Regions from separate parts of the Mus musculus genome. Here all the other regions are linked to region 5. A link is a contact called in public HiChIP or PLAC-seq and promoter capture Hi-C data. All regions are on one chromosome and are shown on one strand. Each heading gives the region's core, a stretch centred on a gene start, on an enhancer-like site or on the middle of the called end of the contact. The rest is flanking DNA. Distances are from core to core; before and after follow the strand shown. Region 1 holds the start of Glrx (glutaredoxin). Region 2 holds the start of Gpr150 (G protein-coupled receptor 150). Region 3 has its middle 60 kb from the start of Glrx. Region 4 holds the start of Rfesd (Rieske (Fe-S) domain containing). Region 5 holds the start of Pcsk1 (proprotein convertase subtilisin/kexin type 1). Region 6 holds the start of Rhobtb3 (Rho-related BTB domain containing 3). Region 7 has its middle 41 kb from the start of Glrx.

The links. Promoter capture Hi-C pulls out the DNA fragments that hold promoters and counts their contacts. HiChIP or PLAC-seq counts read pairs in DNA pulled down with a chosen protein or histone mark.
Region 1: a contact with region 5 is called in a promoter capture Hi-C map of liver, with 7 times the contacts expected there. The contact joins the promoter of Glrx here to the promoter of Pcsk1 in region 5. A contact is called at or near these places in 10 of 39 promoter capture datasets (cranial neural crest, embryonic stem cells, hippocampal neurons and 4 more), 1 of 484 Hi-C or Micro-C datasets (LSK cells) and 3 of 115 datasets of contacts at active chromatin or transcription factors (acute myeloid leukemia, astrocytes and embryonic stem cells).
Region 2: a contact with region 5 is called in an H3K4me3 HiChIP or PLAC-seq map of bone marrow-derived macrophages, with 2.6 times the contacts expected there. The contact joins the promoter of Gpr150 here to the promoter of Pcsk1 in region 5. A contact is called at or near these places in 7 of 39 promoter capture datasets (the 3T3-L1 cell line, embryonic stem cells, hippocampal neurons and 3 more) and 1 of 115 datasets of contacts at active chromatin or transcription factors (bone marrow-derived macrophages).
Region 3: a promoter capture Hi-C map of liver shows a contact between it and region 5, with 2.9 times the contacts expected there. The contact joins the enhancer-like site here to the promoter of Pcsk1 in region 5. A contact is called at or near these places in 7 of 39 promoter capture datasets (cranial neural crest, embryonic stem cells, hippocampal neurons and 3 more) and 1 of 9 other capture datasets (embryonic stem cells).
Region 4: a promoter capture Hi-C map of hippocampal neurons shows a contact between it and region 5, with 4 times the contacts expected there. The contact joins the promoter of Rfesd here to the promoter of Pcsk1 in region 5. A contact is called at or near these places in 5 of 39 promoter capture datasets (the 3T3-L1 cell line, cranial neural crest, hippocampal neurons and 2 more).
Region 6: a promoter capture Hi-C map of stem cell-derived epiblast-like cells shows a contact between it and region 5, with 4 times the contacts expected there. The contact joins the promoter of Rhobtb3 here to the promoter of Pcsk1 in region 5. A contact is called at or near these places in 6 of 39 promoter capture datasets (the C10 cell line, cranial neural crest, hippocampal neurons and 2 more).
Region 7: a promoter capture Hi-C map of hippocampal neurons shows a contact between it and region 5, with 4 times the contacts expected there. The contact joins the enhancer-like site here to the promoter of Pcsk1 in region 5. A contact is called at or near these places in 5 of 39 promoter capture datasets (embryonic stem cells, hippocampal neurons, liver and 1 more), 1 of 15 datasets of contacts at CTCF or cohesin (large pre-B cells), 1 of 484 Hi-C or Micro-C datasets (cerebral cortex) and 3 of 115 datasets of contacts at active chromatin or transcription factors (bone marrow-derived macrophages and embryonic stem cells).

The regions. Positions count from the first base shown.
Region 1 is chr13:75,837,416-75,841,361 of GRCm38.p6, reverse strand. It overlaps Glrx (glutaredoxin), which reads right to left and starts at 1,476. Exons shown (of 3, transcript NM_053108.4): 1 at 1,187-1,476. The coding sequence starts at 1,393. It overlaps Gm41005 (a long non-coding RNA gene), which reads left to right and starts at 294. Exons shown (of 2, transcript XR_873685.2): 1 at 294-595.
Region 2 is chr13:76,054,770-76,058,274 of GRCm38.p6, reverse strand. It overlaps Gpr150 (G protein-coupled receptor 150), which reads left to right and starts at 1,279. Exons shown (of 1, transcript NM_175495.2): 1 at 1,279-3,424. The coding sequence starts at 1,451. The coding sequence ends at 2,734.
Region 3 is chr13:75,777,986-75,781,728 of GRCm38.p6, reverse strand. No RefSeq gene overlaps it. Among named protein-coding and RNA genes, the nearest start is that of Glrx, 60 kb to the left of the region's middle. Within about 2 kb of position 1,353, at least 5 of the 459 cell types and tissues checked have an H3K27ac peak or open chromatin away from gene starts, as enhancers often do. A contact at or near this core is called in liver, where this site is marked.
Region 4 is chr13:76,017,042-76,020,669 of GRCm38.p6, reverse strand. It overlaps Rfesd (Rieske (Fe-S) domain containing), which reads left to right and starts at 2,108. Exons shown (of 4, transcript NM_178916.5): 1 at 2,108-3,149. It also overlaps the pseudogene Gm4165.
Region 5 is chr13:75,088,185-75,091,973 of GRCm38.p6, reverse strand. It overlaps Pcsk1 (proprotein convertase subtilisin/kexin type 1), which reads right to left and starts at 2,117. Exons shown (of 14, transcript NM_013628.3): 1 at 1,733-2,117. The coding sequence starts at 1,912.
Region 6 is chr13:75,942,112-75,945,725 of GRCm38.p6, reverse strand. It overlaps Rhobtb3 (Rho-related BTB domain containing 3), which reads left to right and starts at 1,902. Exons shown (of 12, transcript NM_028493.2): 1 at 1,902-2,195; 2 at 2,294-2,519. The coding sequence starts at 2,194.
Region 7 is chr13:75,797,224-75,800,937 of GRCm38.p6, reverse strand. No RefSeq gene overlaps it. Among named protein-coding and RNA genes, the nearest start is that of Glrx, 41 kb to the left of the region's middle. Within about 2 kb of position 1,812, at least 154 of the 459 cell types and tissues checked have an H3K27ac peak or open chromatin away from gene starts, as enhancers often do. A contact at or near this core is called in bone marrow-derived macrophages, cerebral cortex, hippocampal neurons and 1 more, where this site is marked.

The sequences.
Region 1 (3,946 bases), core at 227-2,726, 750 kb before region 5:
AGCTGGGGAGATCTAGATAGGAAGATCCCAGGGGCGTTCTGGCTGCTAGCTAGTCCAGTCCATCCCAGCCTGTGAACTCCAGATTCAGTGAAGGACGGTGTCTCACCAAAGTAAGGCTGAGAGTGATTAAATAAGTCATCCAACATTAACCACTGGGCTGTTGTGTAAACAAGGGTACACAGACACACACACCATACATTTTATGGACTTGGGCATCCATGGACATCTGTATTTTTTCAGCTTCCCAATGAAGCCTCACTGAGGAAGTTTCTTTCCTCTGCTTTTCACTGTCACGCGTCACTTTAGTTGGTATTGGAGGCAGGTGGCCAAGGTTCTTGGCTTGTTGGGGCTGCCTCGGCTTTGTCCCCAACACTCCAGTTAACTGTACAACAAGCTCACTTTCCAGCACTGGAGTCTGTTGAGCTGGGCATTCCAGCAGCAGCCCAGGCACAAAGAAAGCCTTTTCTGAGGAGGAAGGTGTTCTTAGAGAGCTGCATATGGATTTGTGGAACAGGACTTTGAAGCGCTCCCTCTAATCTTGCAGCCTGCGTCACTGAGGATGGATCTCCAAGGCAAGAATCCATCAGATCATACAGTAAGTTATCATGATAACCAGACCTGAAAATATCCTACAATTAAGGCAGCACAGGCAAAAATGGAGTCCAGGATTTACTTTTCTAGTGGGTGGGGCTAGGTAAGAATGGACAAACTAGGTGATAAAGAAAGAAAGCCTAGTGCAAAGAAAAGGAAGGGCCGCAGACCCCACTACATGCTAACAGGGGGAAGAGAGTGCCTATGGCCCCCATCCATAACATAAAAGCTAGAGATCACATCCAGCCTCGAAGCTGCCTCCTGCCTTGCCAGAAGAACACTGCCAGTTCAAAATAGTGCTTAAAACAAAGCCTTCAGATAAACACTTAACTGCCGCCAGCCCAGCTGTCAGGCCCACTATCCACACACCAACCAGCGTTCTGCCTTCTGGTCCTCCCAGGCAGTCCTGCTGCCCACTCATTTGAGCAGTGTCTTCCCTTGAGTCCCTCCCCCACACCCTGCAAAGTCCTCTGGCTGCTTTGAAGGACAGAGCCCAGGCAACGGCATCCTAGAAAAGGCACAGCTAGCTGTCTACAAAGCTCTGGAAAGGAAACAGCAACACCCCAGCGCTTCCTTAGCATTTAAACACACTCACTGTTCTCGCTCCGGTGAGCTGTTGTAAATAATCTTGAATCGCACTGGTGTTGTTAGTGGCTGTGATGTCCACAAACTCCAGAAGACCTTGTTTGAAAGGCAGTTGACTGAGGATTTCTTGGGTCTTTCTGCAGTAGGGGCAGGTGGGCTTGATGAACACGACCACCTTCCCAGACTGGATCTTGCAGTTCACAAACTCCTGAGCCATGCTGACAGGCTGCAGCTTCTCCAGGGAGGAACGTGCAGTTGAAAGTAATGGTCCGGTAATGCAGCGGCGCTTAGCCAGCAGCTCTCATTTAATAAGGAACCTCCTTGGAGGAGGAGTTACCAAGTAGGATGCTTCAGTTTTAAAGGGCCAGCCCCAAAGTCAGTTCATTTTGGTATGAGTCAGTACTTCCTAGGCCTACCATTGCACACTGGCTGTGTAAGCTATAACAGGCTGTCTTGTGTCCTCCCCAAGAACAGAACTAAGTCACCCTCTAGGGTAGCAGAGACAGCGCAGACCAGTTTCTGGGTAGGAGGCCCCAGGTCCTCTTAGAACAAATTCTCTCTCTCTCTTCTTTTGGAAACACGGTTGTTTTGAAAAATAAAAACACAACCATTCAGGAAAGCTTTGGCTCTTCATAGGATGTGGGGACTGCATAGTGATTGGGCCTTGTGGGTTGCACCGGCATGCTTTCTTTGCCCTGTAAGGTGGGTACTTGTGTGATTAGTGGACTTGGTTCTTGACATGTAAAAATGTGCTTGTCTGTACTTTCTCTCTGTCTTTAAAAAGTGGGGTGCCATGCTCTGAGTTCATGGTGAACAATGAGCCCTTTTCAGTGGGGTAGATTTGTGACTGAACTTTGCCACGGGGCCTACCTGTGAAGCTAAGCTTTTTAATAGGTCTCTCTTACTCCAAAAGCCTTAGGGCTGGTGACCTTTGAATAGCAGTTCAGTAAGAAACAAATTCTCCCATAACCCCTGACCTGAGATTCCAGACAGAATGTGGATCTTTTCCTGTCTGACTTGTTTTGACAGTGAGCTGAGGTGCTTTGGGAGGTGGTGCTGAGGTAGATAAGCAAGTCGAAGAGAAAACTCCTGTCAGACTGAAGCACCTTTCCAAGCAAGCAACCAGCTCCACAGTAGAACCAGAGTATCTTACAGGAGGTCAGACTACAGTCATGTCCTGGTGACGGCTCTGGTGCACATTGTGACCAAAGAGAAGTAAACTGACTTCTGGGGGCTGCTTTCTTTGTCACTCTCACTGTTACCCACATCAAATGGCAAAATAACAGTCAGATGGTAATAGTCAGGGCCACAGAAGAAGCGGAGAGAGAGTTCTGCCAACGGAGAAGCGGCCTGGCTGCATGGCTGAGGTGGCTGGCCCATGGCAGGGTTGTAGACCTCTCAGCCCATAGCTTCCCACAATTCTGAACAAGTTTAGGGCTAGAGTCTTAACTTTCTGGCAACCTTCTGATGCCAGCTGTTTCAAGGACCTCTTGAGGGTTCTTGCTGTTCACATGACCCTGGGGAATAAGCACCCAGCTCAGGCTGTTCCTTTAGAGTCTTTCTCTCCTTCTCATTTGTCTGGTCTTTCCCTTCCTCCTTTTCCTAACAATCTGACTCTCTCATCTATCTCAAAGATCATTTTGAGAACCACCATGATCTTCGGTCTCTTGCATTCTGCCCTGTCTCAATATTTGCCACTCCTGTTTTCCTTACCTCCTCTTTGTTGCAATCTGACCTCCTTATCTCTCTCTGCCTGTTGAAATGCCTCAGTTACTTAAGCATCCTAGAACCAGTGTGAATTTATCATGTGCAGAAATGTGGGGACCTCCCAAGAGACCTGTATAGAGTCACGTGGGGCTTGGAGTCTCACTTTATGCCTAACTCCAAACTCCAGACAGATGAAGATCCTTGTCTGAGTATACTGTTTCTATAATTTTACAACATCTGATTTGCAGTCTACTATATTTACCTGAAATCTTATAAATGATAGTACCTGGATACAGGAGAACTCTATTGTCTGTCCTGCAGTTCAGATTAGTTGAGACTAATATCTGAGCCCTTATCTAATATTTAATAATATGTGGACCTCCCCTCCAAGTCTCAGGAAAGCATTGTCTGCTGAGAAGCCCTGCCTTCAGCCTCTCAGACTTAGTGTTCAAACTGCCCAGCTTTCTGCTCAGCCTCTAAGCGCAATCATCTGTCTTATGGCTAGGGCAGAAAGTTAAAGGCATCTTTACTGTCCTCTGCAGTACATGGAATAGCCAAGCTCTCCTAGTTTTGCCTCCTAGATCTGAACACAGACTACTCCAACTGAATGCTGCACTGTTCTTGGGGGCCCAGCCCTCCTGGTTCCTTACTTGGTGTCCTTACACCTTGCAGTCTGCTCTGTGGTACTGCTGGGCAGGCTTTAGACAAGCTAGCACTACCACTTGTGGGGCCTTGATAATACCACGCTCGTCCAGAAGACTCAGGTTTGATTTCCAGCATGCACAGTATGGCTCATCACAGTCTGTAACCTAGTTCTGTAGGATTGCACACTACTTCTGTCTTCCATGGGCACCAGGCATGCACATGATTTACAAACATACATGCAAGCAAAATACCCATATGCATAAGAATGAAAATATAAAAACAGTGACCTATGATGGTTAGGGCACAGTTTATCATGTGAGCTTAGCTGGGAGGCCCTCAGTCTAGTAGGAAAGAAGTGTCTACTCTGCAGTCCTTCTCATAGAGCTAATATAATATGGAGCTGTGTGACTCATCAGAC
Region 2 (3,505 bases), core at 30-2,529, 970 kb before region 5:
GACACATGTCTCCAGCCAAAATGATAGACCTTAGGAAAATGAGATTTCTACAGCAACCAGCAGGGTGGTACGAATCCTACCAAGTCCCCCTAATTCATGCATCTGTAGGTTGCAAACATTCCCACAGCTTGGGAAGCAACAGACACCCATTCCTCCCTGGCCCAAGACCAGGAAGTACAAGAAATTTTACTTTCACCATGATTAATTTGATGGATGCACAAACTGATGCTTCCAACGGGAAAAGTGAATTGTTTGTGAAATGAGGCTAAAAGTGGCAGCATTAAATCTAAACCATTTCCTGTGAACTGGATTTCTTTTTTAAAAATTGGCTGCTGTATGGTTTTCTTAGTCACCTTTTCTCTGGGCTTATTGGAGGCGTAGTCCCTCCCAGCAACCTCCCATCTGCTGGAAAACAGAATCAGGAGACAGAGAAGCCCGCGTGACACATCCATCACTAGAAGAAAATACTAGGAAGGACTCAATCCATGAACCACCATTTGTATAAAAATCTGGTAGTACTGTCTTCAGACTGACAAAATGAGTTTTGCATCACTGAGAGGAGAGAGCGGCTGCCATCCCCTGATGCTAGTAAAGAGAGTACTGGAAAGCATCTGCAGACCTCTCTGTTCCTAATTGCCAGGCAAAGGGAGGGCCCATAGTTCTCTCCGGATTAAAGTCCTAGCACTGCAGGCAGAGGAAGGTATACCCCTATCAAAGGCTCACCTAATGACTCTGCTCAAAAAGCTATTACTACTATTTAGGACTGGTTGTAGTTCTGTGGTAGACTGCTGGCCCAGCAGGGTCGGAAGTGGAGAAATAGAGGAACCCTGCTTGGTTTCTTGTGTCCTTGTATTTCTCAAGCTAGCGCAGACGTATGGCATTACAAAAAAAAAAATTCTTTTCTTTTTTTTTTTATCAAAAGTAGCATTTGTAATTTTTCCTGTTAGCAATCACACAATTAATTGTTGGGGGTGGGGATACTATCTCAGCCGAGGAACTATCTATCTCATAATTGATTCTGAGTTAACATTAGTTAGCCTTTGCAGTGGTCACATGCACAACTTTCTTTCTGGCTATATGTCACAGGGCAAGATTTCCAGAGCCTAGAGGTCCACGGATGCCACTGAGGGAGGCGGCTGTGTGGATTAGAAAGATGCTCTGCTGGGATGGGGGGGGGGGCAGTGGGGAGGGGGAGGAAGCGAAAAGCGGAGAAGGTGGAGAATAGGGATCATGTGTGTTCCTCGAATATACAACCCACATTTGAGTGACAAATACCAAGAACAACCTATACAAACAACTAAGCGCAAATCCACGCGTATCCATCTCACCCTGGGTGTGTGTGCTTTTTCAACTAACTTTGGGAAATCGCCGAGACCCAGCGGTGTGGCCCGCGCCACCTCTCATAGACTTTGGCCTTTTAAGCGGTATCTCTCTTTCCTCCGGATTAAGGATGGAAGATCCTTTCAGCCTCGCAATTCTGAATCCCGCATCCAACCTTTCTGTACCCACTCAGCCAAGCTGGAGTCTCAACCTGACTTCTGAGCAAGGAGCCTCTGTCCCAGGACCGCATTCGCCTCCACGCGGGCCACCCAGCCACCGGATCCATCTGGTCTTCTTGGGGATCATCCTGGTGGCCGCGGTAGCTGGCAACACCACTGTGCTCTGCCGCCTGTGCGGCGGTAGCAGCGGACCCTGGCCGGGTCCCAAGCGTCGCAAGATGGACTTCCTGCTTGTGCAGCTAGCAGCGGCTGACCTGTACGCAAGTGGAGGAACAGCATTGTCGCAGCTGGCTTGGGAGCTGCTGGGCGACCCGAGACCGGCTCTGGGCGACTTGGCTTGTCGCCTTTCCCATCTGCTGCAGGCATCGGGGCGGGGCGCCTCCGCCCACCTGGTGGCGCTCATTGCCTTGGAGCGCCAGCTCGCGGTGCGCATTCCTCAGGGCCCTCAGTTGCCAGCACGTGCCCTGGCTGCCCTGAGCTGGCTGCTGGCTCTGCTACTGGCGCTGCCTCCGACCTTCGTGGTGCGCTGGGATGCTCCTCCATCTTCAACCGCCAATGCCTGGCCAGGGAAGCATTGCTGCAGGGGCATCTTCGCGCCCCTGCCGCGCTGGCACCTGCAGGTCTACGCGCTCTATGAAGCTATCGTGGGCTTCGCGGCGCCGGTCGCTCTCTTAGGCTTCTCTTGCGGCCACCTGCTGTGTGTCTGGTGGCAGCGTGGGTCTCAGGCTCCGGTGGCTAGGATGCCCTGGTCGCCCAGTATGGCCAGAGCCTCCTTGCCCAGCGCGTTGCCCCAAGCCAAGGTGCAAAGCTTGAAAATGAGCCTGGCGCTGGCACTGCTCTTCGTGGGCTGCGACCTGCCCTACTTCGCCGCTCGCTTGGCAGCCGCCTGGTCATCGAAGCCCGCGGGTGACTGGGAGAGAGAGAGCCTGGTGGCGGCGATGCGCGTCCTAGAGGTGGCCAACAGCGCCATCAACCCTTTGATCTACCTTTTCTTCCAGGCGGGCGACTGCCGTCTCTGGCGGAGGCTGCGGAGGCGCCTAGGAGTTCTGTGCTGCGTGCGGGAGGAAGAAGCCGATATCAGCGAATGGGCTGGGGACCACCAGGCACTCCACCGCCATCGCTGGCCCCACCCTCATTATCACCATGCCCGGCGGGAGGAGCGGAACCAGGGCTGCCTGCGCCCACCCCCGCCACGCCCCAGACCGCCGCCCTGCTCCTGTGAAAGTGCCTTCTAGGAACTGCTGAACGGACAGGTCCTTGGCCACTGTAGCACAGCCTTCAGACAACGGAGGGTGTAAGTGATCTGCCTAAGTCACCAAGAGTGGAACTGTCTGCAGGAACTACTGAAGCGGCCCGCATCCTGTATGCGACAGTTATTTCCTTCTAGTAAGGGCATGATTTTCACTTCCCGTTAGTTTTCTTCCCTCTGGTTCCTCTCATAACGCCCATTTTGAGGAGACCAAACTCTTGGAAAGTTGTAAAACAAACAAACAAACAAAAAAAAAAACCAAAACAAAAAACTGAGTTCCAGAGTCAATGTTTTTGCGATTCTCTTTTATACTCCCACTACGTTCTAGATTAGACAATTCATTTTAACTAAATTGACAAATTTTCATTCGTTGCTATTATGTTTGTAGTGATTTTGAATTGTGCTTAAATCAAGTGCATCTTTGGGGAGTAGCAAATTTGATGTTCCTTCCGAGAGGAAAATCCCCATAATGCTCTTCCTGGGGAGATCTGGAGTGCTGTTAGCAGCACTGTAGGAAAGTGATCATGCTGTCACGTTAGCGACAGAGCATTTGAAAAATAAAAGCATTTCCCACGTAGCAGCTACAACATTTCTTTAAAACGTAGTAATGTGCTTTCTGGGAGGAAAATAGGTGTGGCTTTTATTTCCAACTTTCACATCAATAAAAACTGAGAATACAGGAGGAGCACATACGCTTCTTTTAGTCCTTTCCAAGCATGCCTGTATTCTGTTAGACATAGAGCTATTGTGCCCAGAC
Region 3 (3,743 bases), core at 104-2,603, 690 kb before region 5:
AGTCACTATGCAGACCAGGCTGGCCTCCAACTCAAAGAGATCCACTTGCTTTCTGTCTTCAAGTGCTGGGATTAAAGGCATGCACCATCACATCCTCACCTAGCCCCCCCCCCCTCCAGTTCTTAAAGATCTTGTTGGTTATTCTTTTTCCCTATCCAAATTTTTCTTGTTTTGGAATTTAAGAGGAAGAACATCTCTTCTACTCCCCCATATTCCTTGGCTTGATTTCCCCCTCAAATTCATGGCCTCTTTTTCTTTTTTGGCACACCTGCTTAAGTTTGTTTAGTGTTGCATATTTCCGATTTCAGGGTAATCTAGAATTTCCGATTTCAGGGTAAAATGGTAAACCATTTTAGCATTAACGCATCCTGAGGACAAGTCTGTTCTCCCTCTCACATTAGCTATCTGTAGTTTTTAGTTTCGGGGTGCCCCCCATGAGATGTCCTCCTTCCATGTTAGTATGTGTATTAGTGTTATTGTTTAGATCTATTTAGGCGTCCATATTATTGATGGATGTAGCTTCCCTATCATTTCTAGGAGAAACAACCTGAAAGCAGACTTCCTGGTCCCGTGGCTCTTACAATCTTTCCATTAATCTTCTGTGATGTTTCTTGAGCCTTAGGTGTGGGGTTGTGTTGTGGATATATCAACTGAGACTGGGCATCCCCAGGATCAGTTTCTCTTTGAAATCAAGCAGTTGTGATTTTTGTAATGTTTTTTTGTCTGCTGCAAGGAGGAGTTGTTGGGTTTTTTGTTTTGTTTTTTTTTTAAATGATCACCTTTTTGTTAACCTGGACTTATGTGTGGGTCTAAGGATAAGCATTTAGAATTCAGTTAGGAATTATCTTGGTTTAGTAAAGGTTCTCTATGACTCATGATCTCACTAGACCTGGATAGTTGGTTAGGTTTCCATTACCATAAATGATTTCTGTCCTGTTGCACATGCCTTACATCCAATCAGTAGGTGTTGGTCACCTCCAAGATATAAGTGCTACTGCTACTGTGCTTTCAGGGGTATCTCCATGCTAGCCATGGTTGTGCTTCATAGATCACAGCTGGGCAAGACTGATTCCTTCCCTTTCTTAGCAGCTTCCCAGACTGTGAACACCCTGAGGAGGGGGTTTTTGGGTCAGATCCAACTCAGAGTACACTTTTAGCAACAGAGCAAAGAAGGCAAAGGCCATGTTTTCATTTTATTCTAGACTACCAGTAAGTCCCAGGCTGGGAGTTAGGAAGACAACCAGGTCAAATCATTTAAGAATTCTCGGTTAGTTCATGTTCCCTCTTCCCATGCTGGCTGAGTTGCTGGGTGGTAGTCAGGACCTATTGTCCAAACTTGACCCTTCTGCCCTGGCCTGCTTCTACTGTCAGGCTGTGCTCTCATCAGAGAGGCCTCATTATTTGGTTTCTAGCATCAGCTTTACCTTGGCATTCAGTTTTGGCACCTGGTAGTTGTTTTTGCTTGGCACTGAGATTTGGATTGCAGCCCTTTTGAAGGCAACAATTCTTACTTTTTTTTTAAAGTGTCAGTGTTGCCATAGGTTAAATGTGTCATGTTTTAATGGATGGATGATTTCCACTAAGGCAGGAGCTCTAGAAGCAAGCCTTTCTACTTCTCAAACTTGATTACGTCTCATATTTCCTCCCTCCTTGGCCTGGGGCAGGCAATCCGAGGCAAGATGCTGACTAGACCCATCATAGAATACTGTATAACATTCAGTCCACAATTCTAGACTTTTTTGGAAAACTCTTCAGAGTTCAATTCTACGTTTTATTTTTTACAAAAGCACATGGGCATAGGGTTGTCATCGCAGTCCTGAAGAGAGTATGGCTGAAGGCTGTTGTGGACCCAGCAGAGAAATGTCTGAAATGCTATATAAGCTAAGTCTGCACCTCAAGTATTGGGTTATAAACTACTGGCTTTCATCTGGATTTTGTCTATCTCTTTCCCTTCTTTCAGTCTATCACCCTTCTGTAAGGACACTTTCTCAGCCTAGGAACAGTTATGCATGGTGAGGAAAAGGGGGATCCAGCCAACAGCCATGGAGTAAGCTGCACAGTAGATTCTCTGGGAAGGTTAAGGCCTGACACAACTCAAGCTTCAGCTGATGGCTTGATTCTAACATTTTGAGGGATATTAAACTAGAACTACCCAGCTAAGCTGCTTCTAGCTGCAGTTACTGCATGGGATAATAGATGCCCGTTGTTTTGTTAAATATTTAAGTACAGCCACATATTTTTAAGTAACTAGGCACTGGTGGAGAACACTCATAATGAGGACAAAGGGGCAATTTCAGAAATACCCTTGTAATTTTCATCATGCACAGCCATTGCAAATTTTAGATCACCACCATGCCAGACCTCATAGTAGACAGGAAATGGTGCAATTGGCCATCCTGGGGTTTCTCAGTGATGCGACTTTCTCCTTTTCTTTTCAGAGAAAGGAAATTGAGAGATCTACAAAACCTCAATTTCTTTTTGAAAAATTATATAAAAGCTATATATCTTTAATCTTCTAAAAGGGGTTAGAATAGCTAACAATGCTAGCAAGTTATCAAGTTACTAAGATGAAAAGACATCATGGACTGCAGTTGTGGAGTGATAAGAATAGGCCACTTTTTCAGCACGACGGGCAGTTATGATATAGCTGAATGCATAAAGATCAAGACAAAGGCATAGCAGTGTCAAGTCCCCTTTCTCACAACTAAAGGGGGATCCACATACAATGCTACAAAGGCCAGGAACAGTGGCCCCATCAACAAGTGGGAAGCAAAGCTGGCCGTGGCATTTCATTTTTGCAAGGCACAATAGAAATGGTAGGAGTGGGGACTGTATTAGCAGAAGTCCTAGAGGCCACTAGTGACCCAAGGACCAGCCTCAAGTGAAGCACTGTGCAAGCTAAAGGTGATGTTTATCGTCTGGAGGAGACAAAGCACTGAGAGCTGACTTACGAGTGCAGGCAGGGTGGTGCAAAGTTTACCTTCCATGCAAAACATTTATTTCACTTCTCTCTGGGAAACACTAAACCACATGGAAGGAGAATGTAAGTGGCCAGTGAGGAGATATTAGTGGGCCCCTCTAGAAGACTAACACTAAGTCAGAGACCAAACTCCTAAAGCAGGCTGGTCGAAACTGGAGTCCAGTAGTGATATCTGACCTGTACTCTTGTGTGTCACTCATCCAGTATGACTCTTTTGCACTCATTTCATTTTGTAGGTCATTCCACCTCCCACTAAAGGTGGTTTAAAGTGAGAGTCCATTGATGTCTGTGAAATGTTGTTAAGTAGCGATAAATCCTGCCTTCGCTTCCTTCTCTAGCCCTTTGGCATGTCCTTCTTGTCTGCTTACTTGTTTCGTTCTCACCCAACAGAGTTGCGTCACACAGATGGGCTGATTACTGACGTCAGAGAGAGCTGGTGACAATTTTAATAGTATAGGCGTTCTCTTTTTTGTGTGTGTGTGGTCTACATTTCTTGCTCTAACTACAGAAGTGTTTACCCAGACAAGGCACCAGCAGAGCTGGGCAGTTCTGTGTGCTCATTATGCACTAGGCTCTCACCTCCTGTAAAGCAGGCATCATGACTAGTCATGGGAGACAAAGTCACCAGCCTTCCCCTGACCAGCCCTTTCTATGTAAAGACTTGGTCCAGTGTGAGTGAGGTTCACTGGCCTGTTAAAATGATATCAGTTAATCTTGGGAAGTTTCCTCTGTAGAAGGAGCCACACGAGAAGGCCACTAGATG
Region 4 (3,628 bases), core at 859-3,358, 930 kb before region 5:
CCTGCCTTGATGATAATGGACTGAACCTCTGAACCTGTAAGCCAGCCGCAGTTAGGTGCTCTTTATAAGAGTTGTCTTGGTCATAGTGTCTGTTCACAACAGTAAACCCCTATCCAAGACAAACATTGTTCTATAAAATATCACTGGTTATCCTAAAACTATATAGTGAACAGAATAGTATGAAGGAAACTAACACTGAGCTATTATTCTGGACTTCTCTGTGTTTTACTTGTTGGGGCTCATTTTGTAAATATTTGGATAAGCCAGATATGATGGCACACACCTGTGAGTGCTGTGACTTGAGAAAACTTGGAGGGTGATTTGAGAGAATCATTTGAGCTCACAAGTCTGAGATCAACCTGGATAACACAGCAAAACTTTGTCTTGAAAGAAAAAAAATGTATGCAACACACCAGGATAAGTGAACAAGACCCCTGAGTCTCAGGTCCCCAGTCCTTTGGGGCACTGAAATCACTGTGTTAGTATGTTAAATACAGATTTCAACGTCCAATTTTGGATTCACAGTGTAATAATTTTGGAAGTTAGTGATCCTGTGAACATGATGAACATGCCTAGGGTCCACCAGATATTCTGTAAGAAATATGGAAAGGACCAACCCCACAAGGTGACACAGTACAAGAAGGACAAGGATTCTTTGTAAGCAGCGTTATGACAGGAAACAAAGTGACTATGGTGGACAAACTAAGCCTATTTTCCGCAAAAAGGCTTCTACAAAGAAGATTGTGCTGAGACTGGAGTGCATTGAGCCCAACTGCAGATCTAAGAGGATGCTGGCTATTAAGAGATGTGAGCATTTTGAATTGTGAGGCGACAAGAAGAGAAAGGGCCAAGTGATCCAGTTCTAAGCTGATTTTGTTATGAATAAAATCTTGACCTTTCACTCCCTCTGATTGCAGTTGGTCTTTCTGGGAGGGAAAAAATGAAAAGCTTTCAGAAATTAAAAAACAAAAATATATATTGAATCCTTTCTAAGATTTTTACTTCATTGATCTGGTATACTGGGCAAAGTTGCTTTGTTATTGTTTTTTGGTTTTGTTTGTTTTAATTCCTAGGCAGATCTAAAGCCTAGCCAAGATTATGAGCTATTGAATCAAAGGATCATTAATTTTAAAAAATCCTTATTATTCTGTGTGAGCAGGGACATGCATGCTACAGCATAGTTTGTTAAGTCAGTTCCTACATCATTAAATGAGCTCTGGGCTACAACTCAGGCTGTCCCGTTTACAAGCACCCTTACTCCATGAATCATCTTGCTGGCCTCTTTTTTCTTTTTTCTTTTTTTAAAGCAGGGTGTCTGTGCTGCCCAACACTTGGGTTCAAGTGATCAACTTCAGCCCGGGTTGTGGGCTCTATAAGAGCTTGCCACGTGCCAGTTTACAGAGAATGCTTGCAAACCAGTAAGACTCATTTAGCTTGCACCTCTGAGCATAAGTATGGGGAGTTCTTATTGTGTTGCTCTTAATGTAACACTGAAAGAGAAATTGAAAGTGAAAACACACCATCTCCCCTTAAATCTAGTAATTTTTAAAAGCTTTGGTATACACAAATACTTAACCTATTTGTATCTCAAGCAATGAGTTATTTGTGTTAAAGAGAGCATATTACACATGGGAGCCTGTATGGTGTAGTGTATGGAATTGGACCTTTGGGTATACAGTATATGGCTGTAAAGTTTTCCCATGTTCTAGGTATTATTTCGCTTAGGGATGAGATTGCTGAGTGCATTTAAAATTTGGATAAATTTAGAGTGAGTCCGATTATCGTTCTTTGAAAAAAGAAAAGAGAAAGAAAATGATGCACCTACTCATATCCCACAAGAGCTAGAAAAATTCCACAAACAGGACAGCAGCCTGATGGAGGGACGGGAGGGGAGCCAGTACTTCCTAGCACGTGACCCCTGCCCCGCCTCCTCACAAACTCGCGTCGCGCAGGCGCAGGACGCAGGGGCTGCGGGAGCTGGGTGTTGAGGGCGGGGCGAGGACCCCAGCACAGTAAGTTAGGTTCTCGCGGTGCGGGAATTGGGTGAGGGGAGCGGGGCGGAGATTTCTGGCACGCTGCTGCTTCCGGTCGGACACCGCCCGGGCCTGCACTTCCTGCGTCCGCTGGCAGCGGTTCCGAGTCCTCGGGTGTCTGAGCAGGGAGCGTTTGGACCCTCGTGGACTGGCATTGGCAAGAGCCTCAGTGAACTGTTCGCCTTGACAGTTGGGCCACAGCCGGGACCTGCAGCCATTTAAATAGGCTTTTCCGCACTTGTGCCATAAACTATGAAAGCGAATCCTTCTGACGTCCCACGCACCCCAAATATTCTCCTGGGATGGCCGTCGGGACGACTGCTGGTTGCCGTGCTGTCCCTAGCGCCGCTCAATCTAGCAGCTGCGGCCTGTCTTCTTAGCAAATAAAACTGGTTTGAGAACTGCTAAAGCCATGGGGGTGGCTACCAGCCTTGCTGCGCTTCCTGCGGTTGCACCCAGCTGTATAGAGTAGAGGTGCCTTAACGTGGTTGTCCTCTGCACACCCTATGATACAGGCCTCTTAGGAAGCAGTCCGGGATTCAGACGCTGGTGAAACGCCTTGTCATCTTTAATACCAGACATTGGCAGTAATTCGCTCAGCTGCACGGCTTCATTAAATTGGGCAAGTGTTTTACTTTAGATATTTGTGAAGACAATCTTGTACATTAGCATTCCTACATAAACATTCAGAACCATCTTTTCCGATACATGTGTGCACTGCGAATATAAAACTCTCTATACGTTTTTGCCGAACGGTTTTTGTGACTTTCAAGATGATTTTCTTTCAGGCCACATGTTTTTTGTTTTTTGTTTCTTTTCTTTTATAAATCGCTGGCTGCTAGTGACACGAAAGTTACACCAAGCAACATATGAGCTTACAGATATTTAATTTTGTGAGGAGTAATGAACATTTACACGCAAAGTGTCCAAGCGGTAGTGAAATGTAGCTAGTCAAATGTATTTATTATCATCAAACTGCTACTGACTAAAGCATTTCCCTTCCCTGAGCCTAAAAGCCAGGGTGTCACCCTGGAGATAAGCACTGTGATAATTTGTGGGCCAGGTCCCCACTCTAAGAGTCCCTGAGTCATTGCTCAAGAGGAGTGACACATGAGTGTGAGTACCTTTAATTTCATGTCTTTTGTCTTCAGTGACTTTATACTTGAATGAATTATCTACATTAGAAAGGTGTTTAAAACTGTCGGGGCCATCCACTTATCTAAAACAAATAGTTTTATATGGAATTCTCACTTTAAGAAATCTAATTTTAGGGATCTACGAACAACAAAACAGTTTTTATTTTTAAAGACAATGGTAGAACAGAACATTTTTTATTTTTATTTTTTTTTGTCAAAAACTGTATTAAAAATTATGTTCTCCAGCACTATAGCACTTTAAAAACAGTGATTTTGGAGGGAGAGCCAAGGCATTATTTTTTTCCTAGTAGGAAGACTACAGCAGCAGGATTCATAACTCAACGTGACGTTCATTAGCTTCCCTGGAAAGTATCAGTGCTGCTTCTCCTTCTCCTTCTTGTTCTTCAAGAGATTTCTTTTTTATTAGATATTTTCTTTATTTAAATTTCAAATGTTATC
Region 5 (3,789 bases), core at 868-3,367:
GTGTATGACATTGATGTGTGGCGTGTGGGGGAGGAGAGTCTTATGTTCTCTTTCTTTTCCCATCACAAATATCAAGCTGCTGACTAAATACCACCTCTCCCACCTAGGACATACAAATTTCCATGATGCTTGTATTACCCACCTGGAAAATTCCATCAGCTACTCTCTCTCTTTGGTTCCCAAATGTTCAAGAATTATACACAATAACCAAACAATACGAAGCAGCTTTGTGTCTGTTTCCCCTGTAAACTATTTTCTATGCCTGGAGTGACTTCTCCAATCTTACTCACCATGTTCTTCTGGCAGCCTCAGACTTTACTCAACTCCTGTGTAGTAGATATTTTCCGTAGCTTTTTTTCATGCCCCCCCCCCAAATTCCCTTCTACCTTTCCCCCTTCTATCAAAAAACATGCTGAATTAAACCACCAACTACAACATCTCTCACACAAATTGCATTCAGGTCCATTGTCCTTAGCATGTCTTATCCTCCTTTTAGTCTTCAGTCCCTAAGGCACAGCCTGGAACTGTTCAGAAAGGCTCTGGGAATTTTATTGAGTTTCATGCTGGGTCTTTCAGGACCATTTAGCTCACAAAGTTAGAGAATGAAGCCTCTGGCTAGAGAAGGAATATTTCCTAGTGGATTTGATGTATGAAATAGACACTGCCTACGCCGATTACTCATCTGTGACTTCAGAGTCTCAATCACCACCTCCAGAATAGAAAACGCGCCAAAATGTTTTACAACTCGTTACTCCCTCCTCTCCCCCCTTAACTGTGGACAATTTCCCTGGCAATGGTGAGGGGTTTGACTCCATTTCAAGGGAAAGAAATGCTCAGATTAGAAATCACACCCTCTGTGATTCTCTTTTGGGACTGCTCTGCCAAGCAGACTCCAACTTAATGCTTCTGCGCACCCCTCCCCACCTGTCTGTTAATTCAGCATACACTTGGACAAATATCAGTTTATCTCATAACCCGAAAACCCCAGGAAATGTTTGTGCACACGGCCGAGGTACAAGACAGAAAGAGATCCTTTCCCCACAGTCATTTCTGCAACCAGACCATGCTAAGACACTGGCCATGCAAAGTTAGGAAGCTCAGACTTCACAAGTTATCAGGGAAAATCCTGAACTCCCCCACTGGCGATGCTCGGACTTTTTCCCCTACCTAATCCCCTTCCAGTTTCCCCTACAGATTCTGAACTACCACCACCATCACCTGACTGGGGAGTCACTAGTACCAGCAGCTGGGCGCGCCCTTACACTCAGGAATCTTCAAGCCTGCCTGTCCCCTGTTTTCAGTACTGGGAGCTGGTGCTGCCATATTGAAAAAGAAGGAAAGCGTCAGCTCTGGCCGCAAGCCTCCTGTGTCCCAGGGGACCGAGCTCACTTCCTTTCCCAAGATAGACGAGAGCCCCTGTGCACCTTCAAGTTCCCCGAACAAACGTAAAAGGCTTTTTATTTCATTTTCCAAACCTCGAGGAAGAGGATTTCAAGTCTAGAGCCAACAACAGAGAGAACAGTGTCGGCTGAGCAGCTTCCTCTTGTTTAGCGGCGCCCAGCCCAAACAGTAAATAATGCAAGCATTTCTCCTCTAAAAGCGCGAGCAGGGGGAGGATTCTCCGAGCTGCTTGCGACACTGGGCGCCGGGTAGCGCAAGCGGCTCCCACTTCACTTTAGCCCTACCAGAGTCCTTAAGCCCCAGAAAGTTTTTCGAAAGTGGAAACTCTTACCTGACCCAAAAGGTCATACCCCAGTTCTTCGGCGATGGCAGAGGCAGCTTCTTGCCCTCCGGGGATCTCCGCCGCCCATTCATTAACAAACTGCCTCTTTGCTTTTACACTGTTTAGTGCACACCAAACGCAAAAGAAGGCGAAAGCAGTACACTGCAGAGTCCAACCTCTTTGCTCCATGGCTCAAAACCTTGTTCTCACACAAGTAGGAAGGGCTGGGAGAAAAGAAGCAAGATCAGAGACACACCAGCTAGACTCGACCTTTCCACCCAGCAGCTTAAAACCTCTCCTGGCTCTGGGTTGCTCTACTAGAGCTAGAGGCTCACTGGGAGAGGCTGGGCGGCGAGAGCGAGCGCTCACTAAAGTGCTTCAGTCTCCCGACTGAGTGGAGCCCCAGCCTTACCAACCAGAATAGAAATGAGTGTTTACACGTCAAATCGACGAAAGCCATCTCTTGACGTCAGATCTACCTGGACTGAGAACTGGATGGTATTCCCGGCGGGGTGGAGAAGTGACTAAAATAGGCAGGGAAGGATTAAGAAAAGGAAAAGAAACTGGTGGGATCGGTCAGTTCTGCTGCCTGTTCATAAATACTGTAGCTGTGAGAAACATCTCCATTCTTCAAAGAGAACCGCCTCATTTGAATATAACTACCAAGATCCCAAGGCAGGAAGCACAACAATTACCCCTCACTCCCTACCTCCCACCCCCGCCTTCCATCTATTTTCTCTATCTTACCTTATATCTCCTATGAATGTGCCTGGTGATGATAGAATTCTTATAATGGTTCTTGAGTATCAGCATTTGTTATAAAACAGACACAATCTAGGACTCGTGTTTTGATCTTTCAGAGGCTGGGAGCAGAGGAGCGAAGCTACCTGATGCATTGTTTCAAATCCTGTAAGGAAATAAGCACTTCCTCTACACAGTGTTGAAACAACATTTTTATAGTGCGTTTTAAATCACTCGTAATTCCTCCTCTCTTGCTTCTGACCCCTACTAAAGCAGTTTCTAAAATTCGACCCCAGATCATTTGGAGCCCAGGGCCACCATCATTACAGTGTTTACATTAAAAAGGAGAAAAGGAAGACTGATTGATTAGCAACATGAGTTTTTAACATAGAAACATGTTTTAAATTTTCAACGAGGAGGTTCAGAGCCCCAAAGACTTTCATATCGACTCAGTGAGGGAGGTGGCAAGTTTCATTAACCCAGAACTTTCTATTTTTCCCTCACTGGAGATTTTAACTTTGGCACTGACTTGAAGCTGTGCTGGTACTTTCACATAAAATACAGCAAGAATCTTTGTGGAATACAGATTGCCCTTAGAGGGAGAATAAGAGAACGTCCCTATGCCCACCTTCGAAACAGCAATCATACTGCCTTGATGGACTCTAACTGGAGGGATTGAACAGAGGAGAGCAAACCCCAGCCTTTAATATTCAGCACCGATGTGTGGACAGCGATAATCTCAGTGCCTCTATGAAAGCCTTCTGAGCAGAAAGGGCGCTGCTGCCCTGGCCAGCTCTCAGCAGCTTTCTGTTTGACCTGGGTCTTTCCCTCCTTTGAACAGCAAACTAGGAAGCCTTAGTGGAAGTCTGATGAGGGTCATGATGGTTACTATGTGCATCTTGTTCACCGGGCCTACTTGGCAAGGAAAAGAAATTGAGAGGTGTATTTTTTTTTTCTGAAAAAGATTATTTAACCTCCTAAAGGGAGTGGGAGTGGAGGATGGGGGAGGGTGCATGGCATAAAGCAAGAAAAGGAAGACTACAGGGAAAGGGGACTACAACAAACAGAGAAAAGAAGCAAGAGATGGTCTCCACTATATGAAAACGAGGCAAGACTTGATGAAGGGTTCAGTAGGGTATGTGGGGGGGGGGGGGGCGCGGACACGTGTGTTTGTGTATACTGTATGTAGCCAGAACACAATGTTGGGTGTCCTACTCTATCACTTTTTGCCTTATTTCCCTTGAGACAAGGTCTCTCACTGAACCTGGGCTAGGCTGTCATTCAGCAAGCCTCAGTGATCCCCTGTTTCTGTCCTTCATAGCCCT
Region 6 (3,614 bases), core at 653-3,152, 850 kb before region 5:
ATCTAGGAAGACTGCTTAGTAAGCCCAAGGGTTCTAGATCAGCCTAGGCAGTACAGGAGAAAACAACTCAAAAAAAAGGTTCATATTTACGTAAGCTATATTCTTTTTTTTAATTTTTTATTAGGTATTTTCCTCGTTTACATTTCCAATGCTATCCCAAAAGTCCCCCATACCCTACCCCTTCCCACTCCCCTACCCACCCATTCCCACTTTTTGGCCTGGTGTTCCCCTGTACTGGGGCATATAAAGTTTGCAAGTCCAATGGGACTCTCTTTGCAGTGATGGCCGACTAGGCCATCTTTTGATACATATGCAGCTAGAGACAAGAGCTCCAGGATACTGGTTAGTTCATAAAGTTGTTCCACCTATAGGGTTGCAGATCCCTTTAGCTCCTTGGGTACTTTCTCTAGCTCTTCCTTTGGGGGCCCTGCGATCCATCCAATAGCTGACTGTGAGCATCCACTTCTGTGTTTGCTAGGCCCCGGCGTAGTCTCACAGTAAGCTATATTCTTTATCTATTTATGCACTTCAGTGTCATGGTGTTTGACTGGTGGGCCATTAGACTGATGAGACCGTATACTTTCTTTTGATCCAAGAGGAACTGTGACTCTGCACATTTGCATCTTTCAGGATGGTTATTTCCAGAAACTACAAAACATTGTACTTGGACACAAAGGAAAAAATTTATTTATTTATTTATTTATTTATTTATTTATTTATTTAGGACTGGGTCTCACTATGTAACTGGCTCTTCTGGAGCTCACGATATAGCCTGGGCTGGTTTTGTTTTTGTTTGGTTTTGTCTTTACTAGTGACTCTAATTACAGCTATTTGGGAGGCTGAGGAGGGAAGACCTATCTCAAAGAACAGAGAGGACTAAGTAAACTACATAGAGAACGCCCCCTGCCCTGCCCTGTCTATGGACAGGAAGCTAATTCTGTCTCAGCTGAGCAATACTGATTCCTAATAAACAGTTGTGGCCATCTCCCAGCTTCTTGTTTTCCTCAGTCTTCCCAGGACCTTTTAAACATCTAGTTCTCAAAACAGGTCCACTTAACAGAGAAAACAAGCCCAATTTCAAAGCAGAGCAAATAATCAAAAAGATAAACAAGAACTCTTAACTGTGTGTGAGATGCTTGTGAGAATTTTAATATTTATGAGGGAGCCCCAGAGTAGCCTTTGGCCTGTCCTAGTATTAGCAGTCCTCATGGTGTTTTATACTGGAGGTAGTCTGAGGCCCTTTTGGGGCCTCCACAAGCTTTACTTCTGTGTGTCATCACGAAAGAATCTAAAATATCCTTACATTAACATGATCCTTCTTTTTCAGTGAGCTATTATTAAATAATGTAACTGGAATGTGTACTGAAAAAAATCCAAGTAAACTGCTACAACTTTCTTTTTTTTTTTTTTCTTTTTTTTTTAAACCACACACATTAAAAATCCCAACACTTCAAATTCCACAATCTTGGTTAAAATATGCCAAATATAGCTTGCAATAGTAAATGACCTTTCCAAAGTGGCACCCGCAAATTAATTGGTGCGTGAACAAAGAACCTTTTCTGCAGCTGCATGAATGTTGCCTTTTTTTTTTTTCCTTCTTCACAAGTACGATTTTACAAAACAGCCAAAGCGCATGTTGTAAATTGACAAAACGATAACACACTTTCTGCGAAGGCTGGGGTGGGTACGGGACCGCGGGGTGGGCAGGGGGCTGCCTCCTGGCTGGGCTCTCTTCTGGTCCCCGGCGGGGGCCAGGCCGCCCCTCCCCCGCTCCCGGCTCAGGTTTCAGCCTTCCGAGTTGAGGAAACTTGCTGCAGGCGGATTGGCGGCGAGCTGCTCCCGGGCTCCGGCGTCGTCCCCGCGCCCACCGCTCCTTTGTGTCCCGCGGCCTCGGCCAGCAGCCAGCTCCCCCGCGCGCCGGACTCTCGGGGCGACACGTGCGGGCCTCCGGCCCCGCCGAGCGGAGGCGGAGCCCGGGCGGAGGCGCGGCGGCCAGGAGCGGCGACCAGGGACCGCAGCGCTGCCAGCGCCCGGCCGGCCGCTCACTCCCGGCCCGCTCCTCTGCGTCGGTAGCGCCGCGTCGTAGGAGCGGGAGGGCCGCGGCCGGGGATGAGCTGACTGCAGTGAGAGCGTCGCCCGGGCCCCCGCCAGGCCGCCCGCTGCCATCTCCGCGCCGCCCTGCCAGCCGCGATCATGTACGTACGCGTCGCCGTTCTGCCACGGTCTGGGTCCGGGACGTGCCACGCGCCCTGGCTGTACCCACCCGCTCACCGCGCCCCTCTCGGCCCCGCAGGTCCATCCACATCGTGGCGTTGGGGAACGAGGGCGACACGTTCCACCAGGACAACCGGCCGTCGGGGCTCATCCGCACATACCTGGGAAGAAGCCCGCTGGTGTCGGGGGACGAGAGTAGCTTGTTGCTGAACGCGGCCAGCACGGTCGCGCGCCCGGTGTTCACTGAGTACCAGGCCAGTGCGTTCGGGAACGTCAAGCTGGTGGTGCACGACTGTCCCGTCTGGGTAAGGGGCAGTGGCTGCGCGGTGCCCAGGAGGAAGGAGCTTGCCTTTTTGGATCCCTCCTCCCCTTGTTTCTTAATTTCCTGATTGCCTGGAGAGTTTTTTTAGTTTGTTTTTGTGTTTTTACATTTTTTGGCAAATCCCATCCTTTGTTACAATTTGGAGGTGGTGGGGGCAGCCCAGTCACGTCTGTAAGGTAAAATGGCCCCAGGGCAATATAGAGCCGTTACTGTGTTTCAAGACTTGTTCTTTAGTGGATGGACAGCTGACAGTTGAATGTGCCAACCCCAAACAGGGTCGCGAAGTTCCACTGGCCAAGAGTCATGTTTTCATGTCCACCTCGTGGAGGATAGGGAGATGTGTTCTATAAATACTGCCCTTTACAGCTCAACGTAGGCAAAAATACTCTAGACAGGGACAGGTCAAAAATAGTATGGGAACAAGGGAAAAAAGAATGGGATTTGAGAACTAATTTTAAATGGCTTATTTGTTGATTATTAACCTCTGAAAAGACTAGTTTTTAATAGTGCTAATGCTCATATATTAGCCTTTTGTTTTAGTGGTTAATAAATTGGAAATACCACTAAGAACTTAAATAAATCTTCATGTTTATGATAGTTGAATAAAATAAGTCTTAGCTTGTCTCTTGAGTAGCTTGACTCTGAAGTGTTTGATAAAAGGACAAAGAAGACAGCTCCCTGACTTACAAATATCTTCATAACACAGTAGCACTATGTATTTCAAGTGTCTTCATTTAATTTTAAATCTGTGATTTCTTGCTGATATTGTAGTTATATATTTTTCAGCTAAAGATTACTATATATACATAATATATAAATGTTTAAACTTTTGGGTCTTAAAAAAGGTACAAATTATGTGAGATTTTTACATTAAAAAGACAGTTTTTTTTTTAAGAAAACTACCAGAGCTAAGGAGAACTAGCATACTTTTGAATAGAAATGTGTAAAAAGTAAAGAGAAAATTTTCTTGAGCATATTTTCCTATTATGGAAAGAAAGCACTCTTTAACTGGAAACTCATATCAGTGTGCTGAAATAAATGAAAGGATGCTACCTAACCTTCAAGTATGACAGTGATG
Region 7 (3,714 bases), core at 563-3,062, 710 kb before region 5:
GCAGCCACAGGGCTGGGAGGGCCTCACGGCAGCTACTCTTCTACACTGCAGTACCATTCCAGCGCTGTGGCACCGGTGCTGCCACATTACAGTGAGACACCTTCCCCTTCCCCCTGCAAAGCCTTTAGAGCAGTGGTTCTTAACCTGTGGTTCTCGATGCCCCCCTCCCCTTGGGTTCACATATCAGATAATCTGTATATTATCAGTATACAGATAATATAACAATAACGAAATTACATTTATGAAGTAGTAACAAAATAATGTTATGTTTGAGAGTTACCACAATATGAAGGTCATAGCATTAGGGAGGTTGAGAACCACAGTTTTAGAGTCTAAAGTTTAGACCCACACCTGGCACCTGGCACTTGTTTGTTTTTTCTGCTGTTAGGGACTCTTGGCTTCAGGGGGAACCCAGGCCTACTGCTGGCAGGAGTGAGCTAGATCTGTGAAAACAGATGTTGACAAATATATCATCTGTGGTGACCCAGCAAATTCAAACTGCCTCCTGGAGTCTGCAAACTATGCCAGTCTGTATAGACGGTTTCACTAGATGGCAAACGATTGCAAAGACCATGTTCCTTTGCCATGTCTCATGTACATGCGGCCCAATCCTGTGACAGTAACAGAACCATGTGTGTTGTGGAATGGATGGGGTAAAGCTTAGCAGCCACAGGGCTGGGAGGGCCTCACAGCAGCTACTGGTCTACACTGCAGTGCTATTCCAGTGCTATGGCACCAGTGCTGCCACATTACAGTGAGACACGTTCAAGTCCAGAGCTCTCAAGTGCTATGCCCACTCCAGTGAAGTCTGCCTGTCGGGGTTGAAAAGCCTGGAGGCAGTCGCGAGGCAAAGAGTTTCAAGGAAATTCAGCCTCCTGGAACCTTGGCATTCTCATAGCCCGTATACTCAAACCCGATCCCCACGTTAGTATGGTGTATGCTCTCTTTCAGTATTGATTCATTATAAGTGCCTTTAAAGGTTGAATTTTGACATAGGTGAGCCTCTGCCAGTGTTCCAAATCCTTGAAGCTGACAATCTTGGAATTCAGTAGGAATTCAGTAAGAATGATACCTATTCAGTAACATTCAAATTCACTTCTAGTAGAGATGGTGAAACTAATTACAAAGAATGGAGCTAGGATAGCTCAGGGCTGGTCTGCAGAGTGATTACTTAGGACAGTAGCCAGTCTCACCCAAACAAGGGAATATACAAAGGCCTAGTGAATAGGTGAGTTATCCATCAAAGAGTTAGGGAATCCCCCTGGGACCAGTTTCTTCACTAGGCCCAAAGGAACAGCATAATCAAGTTTTTACTAAGAACCCCTAGTGGTGGGCTTAACAATAGACTGGCATTACACCTGGCTCCATTCTAAGTGGTAAACAGCGGCCTGGTCCCCGCCATCTTTTGATGTATAGATTCCTTTTGTTTTGTGTCACTGTAATTCAGCAGATATGTCCTGCCTGGCTTTTCTTGTTTTTTCTTCTGTATAAAAAAGTCTGTTTTTCGTTTGGACATTATACTCAGATTCAACATACTCTCTCGTGTCGTGTCTGTTTGTCACCCCACTCCTTCGCCCACCTGCAACCAGAGACCCGTTCCTCGCAGATAGGAGACCCAAAAAAGAGGTCCATCTGTGGCACTCAAGGCCGATCCAGCCTCATCTGGCTTGTTACCTATGCTGTGTACTTCCATGTGACAGGGGCAGAGGCAGAATCTATAACACGTTTTCCTGGCCTGCTCCAGCTGCCTAAGGTCGAGCCCAGCCAGCAGTGTTCCTTGTCTGTCCACTGGAGGCAGGTTTGTCACCATATCCCTGCAAGCCACTGTGAAAAGCCTTGTTTGCTTTTGCCCTAGAGTCCAGCCAGTCCCCTGACCTCTAACCCAGAACTATTTGTTCCAGGCGTTCCTCAGTCTGACATTCTAGTTGAAAACAAAGCCAAAAAAAAAAAAAACCCAAACCAAAAAAACCCAACAAACAAACAAACCTACCATCTTCCAATCATCCCTCTATATTTGGGGGTCAGATGAGCTGGTTACCTTTATGGTCTAGAGGGAATGAGTCAGTTAGCGTTTAAGCAAGAAGCAACATCTGCTGTAGTTCAGAGGCTGGCAGAGCACCAACGGCTGGGAAACTGTAGGAAGCAAGAGACCTGGCCAGAGTTCTTTAGTCCTATGCTGTGTGTCCATGAATGCCTAGGCCAGTTCCTCCTCCAACAGATATTTTGTCTCATGTTAGAAACCTTCTCTGTAGCATCTGGCCAAAACCTAAACCTATTGCTGGCCAGAGTTTTCTGAGACCCACTTCCAGCCTCAGAAATAGTTGAGGCTTGATGTCAGACTTGTCATAGCTGGCTGGGTTTTGCTTCATTTCCTCTTCCTAACAGTTGCTCAGCCAGTCTTTATTTGCATGTGGGCAAAGACTTTGGTAAAGAAAGGAGGAGCCTTGTTAGCTGCCGTCTCACTCATGGCTAAGTCATGAGTAATTCTACTAGCAGAGCTAGTATTTGATACCCCTTACTCCTTTCTGCTTATACAGAAAGGTGAGGGATTATATAGGATTATTTATGAGTTTCTGTTAATTGTAAAATTTAGTACAAATCCAGCAATGAGGGTAGTGATGGTCACTTTTTCTATTTGTTCAGAGATCATGTACAATCTTGTACCCTTTACATAACACATATACACCTTGAATACACATGTGCATATGTGCTTGCCACACCACATTCTATAACAAGGAAAGGACCTCGAGGAATGGTTTGGATAGAGGGTATGTATTTCTGCTAGTGTTCCTGGCAGGCCTTGCAGTCAGGCCTGGCTGCTAGCAGTCTCAAAGCTCACAGAATTCAGAGACCATCCACTCCAGGCTGCTGCTTATCCCACACTATCCAGCAGATGGCGCTGCACGCCGCACTGTCGCACCTGTCTGCCTTGGCTGTCAGGAAGTCAGAGTTACTACTGTGCAGTCAGGAAGTGGGTCTGCTCTCACTGAGCAGCGGTGGCTTACGCAAACCATGACTCATGGGTTTGACGAGGGCCTTTGTCAGAAGCAATGAGATCTGACCGTCACCACCCAATGGAAAGCAAAGTGCCTAGCTGGCCGGAGATCATGGTTGCTCACCGTTGATGCCTGGCTTTTTCAGGCAGCATGAGTTCATGCGGAATTTCAGAACCTGGCTGTGACTGATTCACTTTCTGTAAACGAGGGTCACCATTTCCACTTCCTCCGCTTGGGCTATTATTTGAACTTCGAGGTCAGCAACTGTTCTGGTGCTTACCGGAGGCTTTTGAGTATTTCATAAGTACTATTTCTTTCCTCTTCTTAAAAGTTTACTTTGCGATAAGGTCTCAGTATGTAAGCCTACCTTCTTGGAACTGGCTATGTAGATCAGTCTGACATCCAGTCCACCCGCCTCTGTTTCCTGAGTGCTGGGATTAAAGGCACATCTCACCACCCACTCATCGCAGCAACATTTAGCACAGATCTGAAGTATGAAATTGTTATCTCTCAGCCCTTCAAAAGTGGGTTAGTCTCAAATATCATACTGCTCTGCTTTTGCCTGGAGGGCAGGAGAGTAACCTCCATAGAATGCCTGAAACTTGGATGGTATTAAACTCTATACACACCGTTTTACTATATATATACATATATATCTTATCATATATGTGGCTGTATCTTTTGTAGTTTGTGAAGCCATAGAAAGTTAGTTCAGACT